Regions from separate parts of the Mus musculus genome. Here regions 2 and 3 are each linked to region 1. The links are chromatin contacts, called in public ChIA-PET and HiChIP or PLAC-seq maps. All regions are on one chromosome and are shown on one strand. The core of a region is the stretch at or near the end of the contact, and the rest is flanking DNA. Distances in the headings are between cores, read along the strand shown. Region 1 overlaps Rb1 (RB transcriptional corepressor 1). Region 2 has its middle 15 kb from the start of Gm35388. Region 3 has its middle 18 kb from the start of Rcbtb2.

What was found. ChIA-PET counts read pairs in DNA pulled down with a chosen protein or histone mark. HiChIP or PLAC-seq counts read pairs in DNA pulled down with a chosen protein or histone mark.
Region 2: a contact with region 1 is called in a BATF HiChIP or PLAC-seq map of CD8 T cells, with 8 read pairs. The contact joins two enhancer-like sites. A contact is called at or near these places in 2 of 15 datasets of contacts at CTCF or cohesin (CD8 T cells and embryonic stem cells), 8 of 484 Hi-C or Micro-C datasets (DN2 thymocytes, the MPC-11 cell line, bone marrow-derived macrophages and 4 more), 2 of 115 datasets of contacts at active chromatin or transcription factors (CD8 T cells and Th17 cells) and 2 of 9 other capture datasets (adipose tissue and liver).
Region 3: a contact with region 1 is called in an SMC1A ChIA-PET map of the G1E-ER4 cell line, with 9 read pairs. The contact joins two enhancer-like sites. A contact is called at or near these places in 16 of 39 promoter capture datasets (the 3T3-L1 cell line, 3T3-L1-derived adipocytes, the C10 cell line and 12 more), 3 of 15 datasets of contacts at CTCF or cohesin (the G1E-ER4 cell line, the NIH/3T3 cell line and large pre-B cells), 44 of 484 Hi-C or Micro-C datasets (B cells, CD4 T cells, CD8 T cells and 32 more), 27 of 115 datasets of contacts at active chromatin or transcription factors (the 230-238 cell line, CD8 T cells, DN3 thymocytes and 19 more) and 4 of 9 other capture datasets (adipose tissue, bone marrow-derived macrophages, liver and 1 more).

Annotation. Positions count from the first base shown.
Region 1 is chr14:73,287,629-73,292,625 of GRCm38.p6, forward strand. It overlaps Rb1 (RB transcriptional corepressor 1), which reads right to left. Exons shown (of 27, transcript NM_009029.3): 5 at 1,081-1,119; 6 at 1-42. Among named protein-coding and RNA genes, the nearest start is that of Rb1, 36 kb to the right of the region's middle. Within about 2 kb of position 2,498, at least 25 of the 459 cell types and tissues checked have an H3K27ac peak or open chromatin away from gene starts, as enhancers often do. A contact at or near this core is called in CD8 T cells, CD8 central memory T cells, DN3 thymocytes and 6 more, where this site is marked.
Region 2 is chr14:73,085,878-73,090,874 of GRCm38.p6, forward strand. No RefSeq gene overlaps it. Among named protein-coding and RNA genes, the nearest start is that of Gm35388, 15 kb to the right of the region's middle. Within about 2 kb of position 2,039, at least 35 of the 459 cell types and tissues checked have an H3K27ac peak or open chromatin away from gene starts, as enhancers often do. A contact at or near this core is called in CD8 T cells, where this site is marked.
Region 3 is chr14:73,121,553-73,126,549 of GRCm38.p6, forward strand. No RefSeq gene overlaps it. Among named protein-coding and RNA genes, the nearest start is that of Rcbtb2, 18 kb to the right of the region's middle. Within about 2 kb of position 2,394, at least 146 of the 459 cell types and tissues checked have an H3K27ac peak or open chromatin away from gene starts, as enhancers often do. A contact at or near this core is called in CD8 T cells, CD8 central memory T cells, DN3 thymocytes and 6 more, where this site is marked.

The DNA of each region.
Region 1 (4,997 bases), core at 1,248-3,747:
GAAATTTTTAGCACCAACATAGAATTTATTTCAGTAGATAACCTGGTAAACAAATACAAAGCAAAAAAAAAAAAAAAAGTCAGACACTGACAAAGTATTCCAGCTTTACTTTGGGGTAGTTTGTTTTAATTATAGACTTGAGTTAAATAAATACACAAATGAAATGCAACCCTCTTTAATGCACAATTTTCACCTAAACTCACCTAGCTCATTTGGTGTGCCTATCAAAATATTGATTCTAATCTAAAACTATATAAAGCCCACGGTACACTGATTTGTTTCTAATTACCTTTATACTTGTTTGCTCTGTTTTTCTAATTAAAATGAACAACCAAAAAAACCCAAACAATTAGGTGGCTTAGATTTTGTCAACTTAACACTTTACCTTGATAATTTTTCCATAGAATGACCACTCATTAGAATCAACAGCTTTTTATGAATTAATATATGCACAATTTGCATTTCAATCAATCTCTTCAATGCCAGTGCTTTCGTGGGGCAGGAAATCTCCAGGATTACTTGAGCTATTTACAGAGAAGAACACTGCCATACTGTTCAGGAATTTAGGATTTGTAAATGAAGTTTTTTAATGAGTAGGAATATTTTACCTATCTGTGTGTTTGTGCACGACTTGTGTGCCTGGTGTCTGTAGGGGCCTGAAGAGGTCATCGCATCCCACCCCACAGAACTAGAAATACAAACAGCTGTAAGCCACCATGTGGGATGTTGGGTTTCACGCCTGGGTCCAGTCTTCTCTCCAAATCCCTAAATTGAGAATGTATTTGTTCTTATACAAAAGTATGCAGAGCCTTGTTGATAAAATCCCTGTGATAGATCGTTAATAAAAACTTAATGAATGAACTGCATTTTCCTCAGAAAAGTGACAGAGAACACTGAATTCCAGCCAATTGGTTCTCTCTGCTATATAAGTAAGGCACACATTTTTAGAAGATAAACAAATCCAAACAGGATTTTACCACCTTAACTTATAAAGTAGTATGTTTTTATCACCAAAGTAAACAATATGTTTGAGATTAGTCCAAAAAAACAAATTTTAGTGAAAAATTACATGCTACTTACGCACTGCTGGGTTGTGTCAAATATATAAGTTCACACGTCCTGAAAAGAAAAAAATAATTTCAGTAAAATAACAGCTTAAAAGAAAACTTTTAAAATACTTCTGCAGCATGAGTCATTAGCCTTCTAAAAGAAAGTTAAAGTATATCTGCTTACTACAAAATGCCATCTCATATCACCATGTTCTAAGATAAAAGAACCGGCTTCTGTCACTCACTGTTAAATCAAAACCAATGACCAGACCAGACTGTTAGCTCAGTGGGTAACTAACCAATAAGCCACATATATCTCTATAGTTTACCCTATAATAAACAAGCTTTGGCATTGCAATCTTCATACTCCAGAAAACTGTACAAGTAGAATGGGAAACGGAAACCTTGATTTGATTCAAAGCCACCAACTTAATTAAAGCTAAATTATTCCAAAAGACTAGTCAATAAAAATCTTAAGTTACAAAGTGCAGGGCAGCCTTGTAAGGCCAAATCAGACTATGCCATTCCCCAGTGTAAAAGCACTCAGCATTTCCACTGTGCAGGGCACAGCTAGCTTGCTCCTGCCCAGCCCCCATCCTACCTTCCATACATCAGCGCTCAAAGCACATCCAGTCACTGTTTTGGTGTGCACATGCTCAGCACATGCCTGACACGCCCAGTTCCTGTCCCCACTCATTTTTCTGGATACATTTCTATTTCTAATCCCTATTCAGAACTTCCTCCTTCTCTTTTTCCTTAGTAGAAATCAACAGTACCGCCTTCTCACCTAGCTAAGATCCATGACGTACTGCATCATTTCTACTTAAACGCGGTACTCTTCAATCCAGCATCACAGCCATTACTGCATTTTCACGTGGACATGTTGTGGCATGTGCACATGTACACATGTATGTGGAGGCCTGAGACTGATGTCAGGGATATTAAATTGTTCTTTCATCTTATTCTTTGAGGGCAGGATCTCTTGATCAAACTCAGAGCTCATGGAGATAGCAGGGTACTAACAGTTAATTCTTTTTTTTTTTTAAGAATTATTTATTTATCTCATGTATGTGAGTACACTGTCGCTGTCTTCAGAAACACCAGAAGAGGGCATAGGATCCCATTACAGATGGTTTTGAGCCACCATGTGGTTGCTGGGAATTGAACTCAGGAACTCTGGAAGAGCAGTCAGTGCTTTTAACCGCTGAGCCATCTCTCCAGCCCCTAACAGTTAATTCTTGATGTAGCTTGTTAATTTGATTACAACAAAACAGCTGACATCATACATTTTCTTAAAGTATATTCCATAAACACTTCTTGTATGAGATCTTAACTGATGTTAAATGGCATTATGGTTTGTGGTTTGAATGTGAAATATCCCCACAAGGATCACACTTGAGAAAGAGAGTCACCGGTGGGGTGGGGGTGGGAGTTACGGCTTTAATAGCCAAAACCCACTTCCTGTTCATGCACTCTGCTTTCTTTTGAGGGATGCCATGTGGTCAGGAGCCTCCTGTTCTGCCACCATGCTTTCCAGGTCTGCTGCCACATCTTCCTCACTGTGACAAACTGTATCCCTCTGGAACTGTAGGTCAAAGTAAACCCTTTCTCCCTTAAATTGTTCCTGTAGGAGTATTTTATCGCAGCAACAGAGAGTAACTAAGGCAAATGTAAATATTAGTCATTTAGAAAATGCTTAACTCAATCAAACTTCTAAATATCGTGCATTGCCTTGGTGTTTTGTGACTGTCTAAGAGGGAATACAATATGAAAATACAGTATTATGCAGTGTTTTCCAAATAGACAATGTCTTATTTTCTTCTTTAAAAACCTAATAAATATTTGGGCCTGTGAGATAGCTGAGTGGGTACAGATGCTTGCTGCTGGGCCTGGCAATATAAGTTTGAAACTGAGACCCACGTGGTAGAAGGAGAGAGCCAACTCTTTCAAGTTGCCCTCTACTCTTCACAACTGTGCTATAGCCCACATTTGCCCACATACACACACACACACACACACACAAATTAAAAGCTATCATGAAAGCACTATTTATATATTATCTCAATTAAAACATTAACAGGTGTGTGATGGCTATACTTGATCATCACCTTGACCTCATCTGGAATTAACTAAAATTCAAAAGTCCGTTATCTTTAGGAGGAGAAAACACACCTTTAACCCAAATCTAGTCTGGGTCACACCTTCTGCTGGGAGTCTATATAAGGGAGAGGAAAGCTTTTGTTCTTTGCCTGCTTGTCCTCCCCTTGCTAGCAAGTCCATTCCTTCATTGCCACTAGAGCCTACTTCAGGATCCCAGCATATGCTGAAGACCAGCTGAGACATGCAGTTTTGTGGACTGAGTGCATAACTACTAGATTCTTGGACTTTCCATTCATAGTTAACCATTCTTAGATTAGCTGGACTGCAGCCTGTAAGCCATTCTAATAAATTCCCTTTGGATATAGATCTAGAGATATAGATACAGGTCCATTCTATGAGTTCTGTTACTATAGAGAGCCCTGACTAATAGGTACTCTCATTAACTTGATTTAGACATTAGAAAACTATGTACCCAAGTTAGGTAACTCATTTATCCAAGATTACATAGTATATACTCAGGATCAGGTTAGAATGCAGACCTGAGTGACTGCTTCTCCTCTAAGCTCTACTGTAACCCCCTTCCTTCTCTCTCATAGATAATAGCTACTGTTTTTGATAGAGAACAAGAAGGATGGATGATGAGCCTCTACCCTCTCTGTTGTAAGGGCACCTTGTACTTGATAATACAGTAAGGCATCTATGCATATTTACTATGAACAGCTCATTGGGAACACACTCTAATGGTTGTCTATTGAGTAGCCCCAATTCAGGTGACACTTCACGAGGACTGTAAAACCCAGCTTCCCACAGAGATGATAACAAAGGCAAACTACAGAAAATAGAGAGAGAATCTCAAGCCAGACCAGAGGGGCAGAGCCTGCTCTAGAACCCTGACCGCTCCCCTTCCATGACAAGCTTGCTGGCTATAGATTACAGGAGAGATAACTAACTCTAGGAGCCAATTGGTTGTTTCTCAGACTGTGAGTTCTCTACATCAAGTACATCTCAAAGATTCAACTGGAATGTGGACGGTCATCGTGAACTCTCATGTTCTAGTTGTATTAGAAGAAAATTCTTTGGGAACTGTGGTGCTGTATCCCACAGACTGGACTGTAAACACCGTTGCTTATCCTGGCCCTTAGGGAATAGCATACAGAAAGATCCAGAGCACTTCAAAATTGTCTATATAACTGCTAAAGTTTTTGAACTTCAATATGTAGTAGTTATAATATTCTTTTCTGTTTTTATGTAATTTAATCAATTCTCTATAACATTCTTCTCTCTGCCCTTCCAAACTACTTAAAATTACTCTTCAAAATACAAATACAGAAAATTCTTAAGACTTAGTAGTCTTGAGATTAATATGAATATAAAGAGAAAAATGTCAGCCTAATGATTTATCTATTGATCACTGCTCTGTTTGGAGAAAAATTAGAGGGTAAACCACCTAAACAGAATATTTTGTAAAGCCTAAAAATCACATATGAGACTATTTCATTTTCTAGTACCCTTTTTTACCTCTCTCTCAACTCCCAGGATATCAAGTGCACTATATCAGAGGAAAGTATAATAAACAAACAAGCAAACAAATCCCTGAAGACAGAAGCTGATATTAAAGCAGAATCATATAAGAAAGTAAAACTACTTGGAAGTATCCAATTAAAATTATTATAGCAGAAATATAAATGGGGGAAACTCACAGGGCCCCACCCCTAGACAAATAACAGGCAATTAAGGAAAGAGAGCAGGAAGAATAATCTATCTCCTGGGGAGAAGCCTATTAATTGGTTATCCCATACCAAATGGTTAGCATTTAAATCATATACACACGAGAAACACTAGACAGAC
Region 2 (4,997 bases), core at 789-3,288, 200 kb before region 1:
AATGCCTGATGCCTTTACCTAGAGGAAGAGAGCTAGAGACATTGGAGAAAGACTATGTAGGGATGGACTTATCTAGCCACAAACCAGGGAAAGCCAGAAGCTGAAAGTGGCCAGTGGAGTCTCTCCCAGAGTCTTCAGAAAGAGCATAGCTCTACTAACATATAGATTTTAAAAATTATAACCCCAGAATAGAGAACACATTTCTAATGTTTTAAGCTCCTTATTTGTGATCATGTTACAATAGCTATAGACAATTATGATACCTTTCTATAATCTACATCATCAAACCAAGAATAATCTTTTTTTCTCTAGACAAGTTTCACCTATCTCAGACTATCTCAAACTCTATGTAGCTTAGGGTGGCCTTGGGCTATTATTGATTTTCTTATTTCCACCTCTCAAGTGCTGCCATTACAGGCATACACTGCCCTGCCCAGTTAATGCAATGCTAATATTCAAATCCAGGGCTTTTTACTAGACAAGCCCTCTACCAAGCAAGCAACCGTGGCCTCAGAAGAGCAATCTATTTAAAATGTAACTCTGGTCTTTATAATCTAAATACCACCAAGCCTACCTATATCAAAGTCTTTCCAGGTGCTAATAAACTGCCCTTGATCTCCTTCTGTTTTCCCCTCACCTGTTTCATGGCAGTAACCCCCATCTCCTTGCTGTTCCTCGAGCAAGCAAAGCAGTCTCCTACAGTGAATCTTTGCCTCTATCTGGAAGGCTCCGCCTCTGCTAGTCATGTGACTCCTCTCAGCTTCTTCAGGCTTTGTTCCCTGTCACCTTCTGGGTGAGGAATACTTTGATGAGCTTCCTAAAGTCACAATCAACCACTCTTTTCACTACCAAAGTTCTTTATTGGGCTCTAGTTTTCACACACATTAATGCCCAGTCATAGAACAAGCGGCTCATTGATCATTTAGTTATTTCCACAAAGCTGAAACATAACCTGTACGAAGTAGAAATTCCTTTCTTTGACCATTAAAGAGAGCCAATAGAAGGCACACAGTAAATATCTGTTGACTGGATAGATGAGAATGAATGGAAAGGGTTCTGTCCAGGTAAAAGTGGATTCTTAACAACAGGCATCTTTTAGGGGAAAACAATTCTCCTCCCCATGGCTTCTGAAGTTTTAATTCCATGGTCAATTTATTTCCAGGCCATATTCCCCCAAATCCAATTTAAGTTGGGATTTTCCCAAGTCAATTAGATGGGGCTTAAATTAGAAAAGGTATATAAATTCAGCTGACACTGCCCTTGGCACAGCCCAAGTGCCTGATAAATTATTTCTCCTCTTCTTTGCAATCACTAAAGGATTTGAATATCCTGAAGGAGTAGGTTGCAGATTTCTCTCATATGTGTTATATGAATGTGTGCGTGTGCGTGTGTGCGTGTGTGTGTGTGTGTGTGTGTGTGTGTGTGTGTGTGTGTGTGTGTGTGTGTGTGTATTGACAGAAACAAATGGTCTGGGGCCACACACACTGAGCCAGGAGCTGCCCTTCCAGTCTTGTGGATAAGTAATGATGTAGCAATGTGGTGACCTTATGGAGTAACAGTGTTACAACAATGAGTGATACATTTCTGCCTTCCGCAGGCAACAATCTTCTCTCAGTTTGTAACTATGTGTTACAATTTGTAACTATTTGTAACTACTGACCTCCCTTCCTTGCCTCTCAGTAGCCTCTGGAAATCTGTGTGATTGCACCACACAAACATAAGAAGACCCAGAGGAAATAAAAGCCAGATCGAGTTCACCATCACATACTGCACCACCACTATCTATTCACAGGTTGGTTCAATCTTATCATAGGGACTTAGCTTTCTAGATACCAATGAAGTCACTTGGCAGTGTCTACCCTTACTGCAGAGGCACATGTATTTCTTAAAGCAGAACCTGGGTGCTGACATTTGCCCCCACACGGCTTTCTCTTTTCTTTTTTTGACTTTGCAATGAAATCATAATTCATTTCTCTGCAGGGCACCTTCCAGTAAGTTTGTGGCTATAACATCGGTGAAATACAAACCACATCCTGGAGTCTCTAGAAGAAGTAAGAACCCACTTGAAAATGTCTAGAGGGGAGGTTGGAGGTGGCTCAGTGGTTAGGATCTGAGTTTGGATTGCCATTGTCCACGTAAAAGCTGACAACAGCAGCGCACCCCAGCACAGGCAGGTTCCAGGGGCTCACTGGCCAGCCAGTCTCGTCAAAACAGTGAGCTCCAGGTTCAGTGAGAGACCCCCATCTCTTTGTCAGGTATAGAAGCAATTGAGAAAAATGCCCAAACATCATCAAACTCTGGCTTCTTCAGTCACCTGTGTGGGCAAGCACACGGGCATGTACATGAGTGTGCACATATGCATGTACATGCACACACACACACACACCTGCATGCATGCATGCATACGTACATATGTACATACATACATAAAAGAAAACTAAAGAGACAGAAATTGCAAGTGAGAAGGCCTCTTACTCTTCTATACACAGTATCTCATTTCATTCACTCAAGAGATGAGTGTCACAAAGATATAGATAAGAAAACTATCAAAAACTTATTTTCAGAAAGTGAAACTAGGTCACTGTGTCTACCAGGGTAAATTCCCACAAACCTGGCTTAAAGAGACAGAGGCTCATCCTCTTGCCATTCTGGAAACCTGATCCTGGTTTCCAAAAGCCTGGATCCTAGCATCAAAGTTTTGTCTCAACAGAATCATTCATTCACTTTCACTCATTCATTTAACAAATATTTACCGAATGTCTTCCATGCATTACAAGGACTGGAAGTTTCTGGGAGCTCCTGAAAGAGTCCCTCCTTGCATCTCTCCTAGTCACTAGCCAGCAATCCCCAGTGTCCTGTGTTCCAATCTCAACCTTGCTGTATAGCACAGCCTTCTATTAGCTTATTAAGATACTACTCATTGAGTTTATAGCAAAAAAAAAAAAAGAAAGAAAGAAAGAAAGAAAGAAAGAAAGAAAAAAAACTCTAAGCTAGTCACATCTGTGTTGATTGTTTTTTGTCAACATAGCTAGTGTCATTTGGGAAGAAGAACCTCAATTTTAAAACTCCCTCCATAAGATTGGCCTGTGAGCATGTCCATGGGTTATTTCTTTTCTTGATTAATGATGGATGTCAGTGGTGCTGTCCCTGGGCTGGTGGTCCTGGGTTCTATAAGAAAGCAGGCTGTGCAAGCTATGTAGAGCAAGCCAGTAGGCAGCACCCCTCTGTGGTCTGTGTTTCAGTTCCTGCCTCCAGGCTCCTGCCCTCGGAGATGGAGTATGGCTTAGTTTGTAAAATGAAACAATTCCTTTCCACGCCTAAGCTGATTTTGTTCAGTGTTTTACCACATCAAGAGAAAACGAATGAGGACAACCGTCTGACCCCACAACCTCCTTACATCTCCAAAGACCCTATTTACCTAATAAGGTCATATTCTTAGGATAAGGACTCGGGCATGTCATGGGGCCATACAACCCACTGTAGCCACTAAGAAGGTGGGAAACCCAGAACTCAGACTCCGCTCTGAGTGCAACATTCTAAGTACACATAGCCTCCCCTGGTTCTCCCAGGAGAGTAGGACAAGCCACTCTGGAGTGTCACTGGCCTGGGGACAAGTGCTTCTTCCCATGTCATCTTTCCCTGAGAGAAAAGTCTGGTTTCCCTTAATTGACCTAGATTCAAATGGAATGTAAAAGTCTCTCTCATAGATGCCCCATTATAACCTTCCTAGGAAAGTATGTGGGTGGCTGTCCTAATGCACTGTTACTCTAAGTTGAAGCAGTCCTGAGAATTGTCACACCCTGCATCAGAGCTTCCAGGAACACATTGCATTTATAAGGATAGAAGGATAGTGTTTAGGAGTTGTATGCTGCACCCACCCATAATGTCAAAATCCTCTTTAACTGTGAGAATGTTACGGAGTGCTATACAGTAGGAAGTAACTCAGTAAGTCTGGGTTGTCAAGCCCTGGACAGCTCAGAAAAAAAATGTATGGCCCTTTTCTGCTCCTGGGAGCTAACAATACAATTTTGGTATACTGTGCCTGAAAAGTGTCTGTTTCCCCGGGAGCCTAGGGCCCACAGATACTTGATGCTAAGACTGGGATTGATTCTTAGAGCCTTGGACCATGAGGTTAACCATGGTGTCTGCAGGGGCTGAGTAAGGGCAATCATATTAGCAGTGTGCCATGTCCGAACACTCCCTACCTTAAAAACAAGATCTGTGTGCTAGAGAAATGGTTCAGTGGTTACAAGCACTTACTGCTCATACAGAGGACCCAAGTTCAGTTCCCAGCACCCACATTAGTCAGCACACAACCACTTGTAACTCCAGCTCCATGAGATGTGATGTCCTCTTATGGCTTCCAGGGGTGCTGTACTCATGTGCACATACTCACACATAGACACACAATTAAAAATAAAATATCGTTTTAAAGAAAATCTGGAGACCATGGCTCAGGTGAACTTCCCTCTTGGCAATACTTTCCATGTCGTTTACACATTGTTGTGGGGAGAATTAAGCCTCACCCACATTTCTTCGCTAAAGAAAGAATTGGAAGGTAGTGGCCCTTCCCTCTTTTCTGCTGCTGATATTAATCGGTATTTTTTTTTCTGCTCTAACAAACCATAACCACTGCTATGCAGGTAACCAGCTGCATTCTGATGGGACCTGAGACCTAATCCCCAGGAGACAATTTGCATCTAGTTCTGTAAACCTGGTCAAAACTCCATGGCTTGGGAGGTCATAGAACCCAGGAAAGAATCTATTCAGGCTGTTACACTAAATGGTCATGTTGTTAAAACACCTTCTAAGCATGTAAATGTATGTATACCCACTGATTGCTGCTGTCAACCTTGGTCAGAAAAGCATCTTTCCATGGTGATGCACTTAATTCAGTGGTGGTTTGAATGAAAAAGACCCTCATAGACTCATAGAGGTGTGGCCTTGCTGGTGTGAATGTATCACAGGAGATGAGTTTTGAGGTTTCAGAAACTCAA
Region 3 (4,997 bases), core at 1,144-3,643, 170 kb before region 1:
GTTTTTAACTATGAAATAAACCGGTTTCTTCTGCCACATTTTCCCACTCTGGTACTCTACCATTCCATGCAACTCGAGTAATGAGCCAACTGACCAAGGTCTGAAACTCCCAAAACTGGAAGCCAAAATGACTTTATTATTATTGTTGTTGTTGTCATTATTATTATTATTGTCATTATTATTATTATTATTATTATTATTATTATTATTATTATTATTATTGAGACAGTCTCACTATGTAGCTCTGATTATCCTGGAACTCACTATGCAGACCAGATTGCCTTAGAGCTGCCTGCCTCTGCCTCTGAGTGCTAGGATTAAAGGCATACACCGCATTGCCCATTGATCTTTCCTCTTTAAAAAAAAAAAATTAGTTACTTTTATTTTATGTGCATAGGTTTTGTTGCCTGCATCAATGGCTGTATGAGAGTGTCAGATCCTCTGGAAGCAAAGTTACAGACAATTGTGTGCTGCAATGTGGTTGCTGGGAATTGAACCCAGATCCTCTAGAAAAAGCAGTCAGTGCTTCTAACCACTGAGATATCTTTCCAGACCACCTTTCCTATTGTTATGTTAATTACGTTTTTTTTTTTTGTTATAGTGATAAAAATATAACTAACACATCTGTAGATTCTACAAAGTTGCCACAAACAAGTCTCCTGGGACATGTATATTCCTGGATGAGCTGCACTTATATACATAAATATCATTGTAGAAATTGGGTTACTTTCTTAGTTATGATAGTCTGAAATTGCTGCCATCACTGCCCCTCCCCCTTTCCCTGTGTCTCTCTAGTTATCTCACTAATTAGACTAGGCTGGTCTTCAGGTGACAATCCTCTTGCCTCAGCCTCCCACGTGCTGGAATTGCAGGGTACCCTGCCACACCTAACACACTTTACCATTCCATACTCAGCAATTACACATACCTTCATAATGCAAGTGTCAATTAATTATGTGGAGAAAAATAGAAAATAGTGTGAAGTCATTATAATTTGAGTAATGACGGCCTTGTTACACTGTGATACATTTGTTAGTTCCTCTTGTGGGACCTTCTTTAAAAGGTTCTCCTTTTTCTCTTACAGAGCACACTTCTAAGAAAAGCTTGCATTGCACAATTTGTTTTCAATTTCTTTCGCCTAAATAGGGGCTGGGGTAAAGTAACCCGCAAATGCAAGCTGCAGAGTCAGTATTTATAAAGCATCTCAAAGGGCCTCTTACCCTTGTCATAATAGAGCAGGTCAGGAACCCAAAGAGGAAGTAAAACAAAGACAAGGAAAGATGATCTTTTAAAATTGGAATATGCAATTTCCCATGCTCTCATTATCACTGTTTGCTGTGATAGCAGGATTTTTTTTTTCATGAGTTGTTACTGCCTGTGACCCAAGTAAAGGGGAAACATTCATTTATCAGTCTTTATTTCTGAATAAAATACTGTGGGCTAAATGTCTTTCTGCCTTTGCAGCCCTGAGTTGGTTTTCCGTTTCTGTCCAGGACCTGCAACTGTGTATCAGAGCTCCTCACCAGCACCTTTGTTTCAAGAGACCCAAAAGCAAACAGTGTGTATTGCTCGGCTTCTTGGTGAGTCACGCAGCTTATTAAAAGCATAGCAAGGCAAGCAAGGATGACTAATGAAACAAATACAAGAAGGTTTCTTGTTTTGTTTTGTTTTAATTAAAGAAAGTTTACTTGGCCCGATGTTAAGGTTCCTTTGGCTATACTTCTTACCAGTTTAAACGCTTGTATTTAAATATGATAATTACCTTTAAGCAATTAAAGCAATTCCAGTTTAGATACAAAGCAATCTGATACAAAGCTGAAGAGACAGCTCAGTCAGTCAAAAGTACAAAAGAGAAAGCTGACTTAGATCCCCAGAACCCATATTTAAGAAGGGGAAAACATTGGCTTGGTGGTCCATAGTGCTGGAGGTGGAGGGCAGATCTCTGGAGTTCAGTGGCCAGGAAGCCCAGCCTACTTAGTGAGTTCCAGGCCATTCAGAGACCCTATCTCAAATAAAAAGGAGGACAAAGCCAATGGTGGTCCTTTGGCCACCTCCATGTACGCGCGCGCGCACACACACATACACACACACACACACACACACCGAAGAATAGAATTGATAAATGAACAGAGACTAAAGGCATGAATACGTCTTGCTCAACTGTGGATCTGGAACCTGGGGATCGTTAGAACAGACAGGAATTTCAGAAATTTCATATACCAATCCGTATTTATTTATTTATTTATTTATTCATTTATTAACTAATAGAACGGAAACCACACCTGCAATCTCTCAGGCCACCTGAACAGGAAGCCACACGTCTGAATAAGTACTTCTGTTCCTACATCCTCTTCTCACATCTCGAGGGTGAGGAGTCTGAGGTTTCCTCCTCGGAGCTCAGTGCTTCCTGCAGATAACGTGCTAGATCTCCCATCAGCACGCACTGCCTTTTCTGCATGGATAACACTCAGCAAGAAGATGCCGATTAACCCAAACTCTGCTTGCAGTGGGTAACTTTCTAGCTTATCACCATCAGAGAGGGTTTGCTTAGAACAGCACAGTTATGTCCCAGAGGTCTGAGGCCATTTCCACGAACACTGGCTGGCTGGGCACCGAGGTCAGTGTCTGTCTAGATACATTTCCTGCAAGTTCTTTAACTCTGTCTCGTGATGTCAAAAACATCAGAGTAGCTGTGGTCCAATTGCTGCTTAAAGAGTCTGTAAATCCATAGATTTGGATGTTAATCTGGCTCGAGATCTGAGACACACAGTAACAATAACCTGAAAATAAAATCATGACTGTGTATTTATAGTGATTTTTACATATTTTTAGGTTAAATGTTACCATAAACAATGGAATCTACAAAAACAAAACAAAACAAAAAACCAACAGCACCATTTAAGGTTGGATTTCAAAGTCTTCAAGAAAGGAATAAACCAGGACAGTCATGGTTACTCTTTCGAGTCATCATTACACTTAAAATTCGACACAGTTCACCAAGTGAATCCTGGCTGATGAGGTGACTGTCTTACACTGTGAAGGCCCTGCATCCACTTGAAGAGAACAGCATCCAAAGGGGAACCGCACTTTACGGAGCCACCACAATGCTCCAGACACTGGAAGGGAACCCAGGGAGAGAGTCTTCCTGTGTGATTTCAGAGGCAGTAACAGGCTGGGTATTTCAGGGGACAAATAAGTAGAAACAACAAGATAACATTGAACCAAGAGACACTTCAGGATACGCTAAGGAGAAGCATGCTCATTAAACGTCTCAGGCTAATCACCGCTGCATTGCACCACCTAATGTTGTTGGGGCTATTAGAATTAATAATCATAATCATCATTTATTATGAGGGCAGCGTAGAGGGCAGTTTTGCAGCAGTGGGGAGATGAACAGATAGACTTGAAAGCAAATCTCCCCCGAGTCCTAGGATGCAGAGCAGACCAGCTCCAGGAACAAAGGTTTTAACTACTTCATTATTGTAAAATTACCACCTGACCACATGGAAGGCAAGGGTTTTCTTCCCAGCTCAGTTCCTGTAATTGAAGGAGATGACACTGATATATACAGCTGACTCTGGCGACTAGAACCAGGAGTATGTGCCAGTTGGGAGCTCAGACATACTAATATAGTTTTCTTTTTCAGAAGTAATCCCCCCAAACAAATTTATCTTGTCATTGTGCTAGTCAAAAAAATAAGACAAAAACAAGGTAAGACTATAAAATAGAACTTCAGGAAAAAATAAAAAGTCCCATCAATAATAACTTAAGACAGTTTGTTAATTCAACCTTTTACTGATATAATTGTAGATTCCTGTGCAGATACAAAAAATAATATAGATGATTCTTTCTATCAGTTTTCCTATGTTGCAAAACAGCCTACGATTATGAACAAAAATTAGCATTGATTCAATTCAACCCGAATGCCTTATACATATCTCCCTGGTTCAACATGTTTTAATGTTTGCATGCTTCATTCTGTACGGTTTTGCTACACATGTGTGTCTAAAACATTTTTATTTTTAAGCCCAAATTACCAACACCATACAGACTATATTGACCAATGTACATAAAAACAGAAATTTAAGACGAGCCTGAAATGGAGGGAAAAAAAACCCAACAACATAATTTGAGATATTCTAAACCTGAATGGGATTATATTAACTTAGCATTGTAAAATTCATGAGCTTTATAGATGATAATATAGGAAATTTTTTTAGATTTAAATGCCCACATTTGGCTGGAGAGATGGCTCAGTAGTGAAGAGCAATGACAGCTCTTCCAGAGGTCCTGAGTTCAATTCTCAGCAACCACATGGTGGCTCACAACCATCTGTAATGCTATCCAGTGCCCTCTTCTGGTGTGTCTGAGGACAGCTAAGGTGTACTCATATCTAAAAGTAAATAAGTAAACCTTAAATGTCTACAATTGGGCTAAACACATTTATTTCTCAGGGTTCCCATCCCGACTGGCTCACTCAATCACAGAAGTGGCCAAGTCCCAGTATCAGCCATGTGCAAGCTGGAGTTCCAGAGAGGGGCTGAACAGTATGGTTTCAATGCAGCCGAGATGCCCGGGAACTGACTGGGCAAGTCTCATACTGAACACATAGGCCTTAGGACTGAGAGTGTTCTTGTCCAACATAACAAGAAAACAGATGCCCCAGCTCAACTGGAAAGCACAGATCCGCCAGCCTGCCATCGTTTTCGTTTTATTCAGCTCTGAACTGATTGAATTCTGCCCTGACTTGGTGATGGCAGATATTTACTCAGTCTACTGTCTGAAATGTGAATATCTTCCAGGAATATACTCACAAATATAACCAGAAACCATAGGTACCATCAGTGCAGTCAAGGAAAATATGCAGGCCTCCCAAGGGCACAAAAGCAGAGGCCCTCAGGCTTACTTGTCACTTTTATATGGAGATGTCCCATAGAGGTACTTCTTTCTTATCTTTTTATTTTTAATTTTCCTCTTAAAATTAATTCATTCACCGA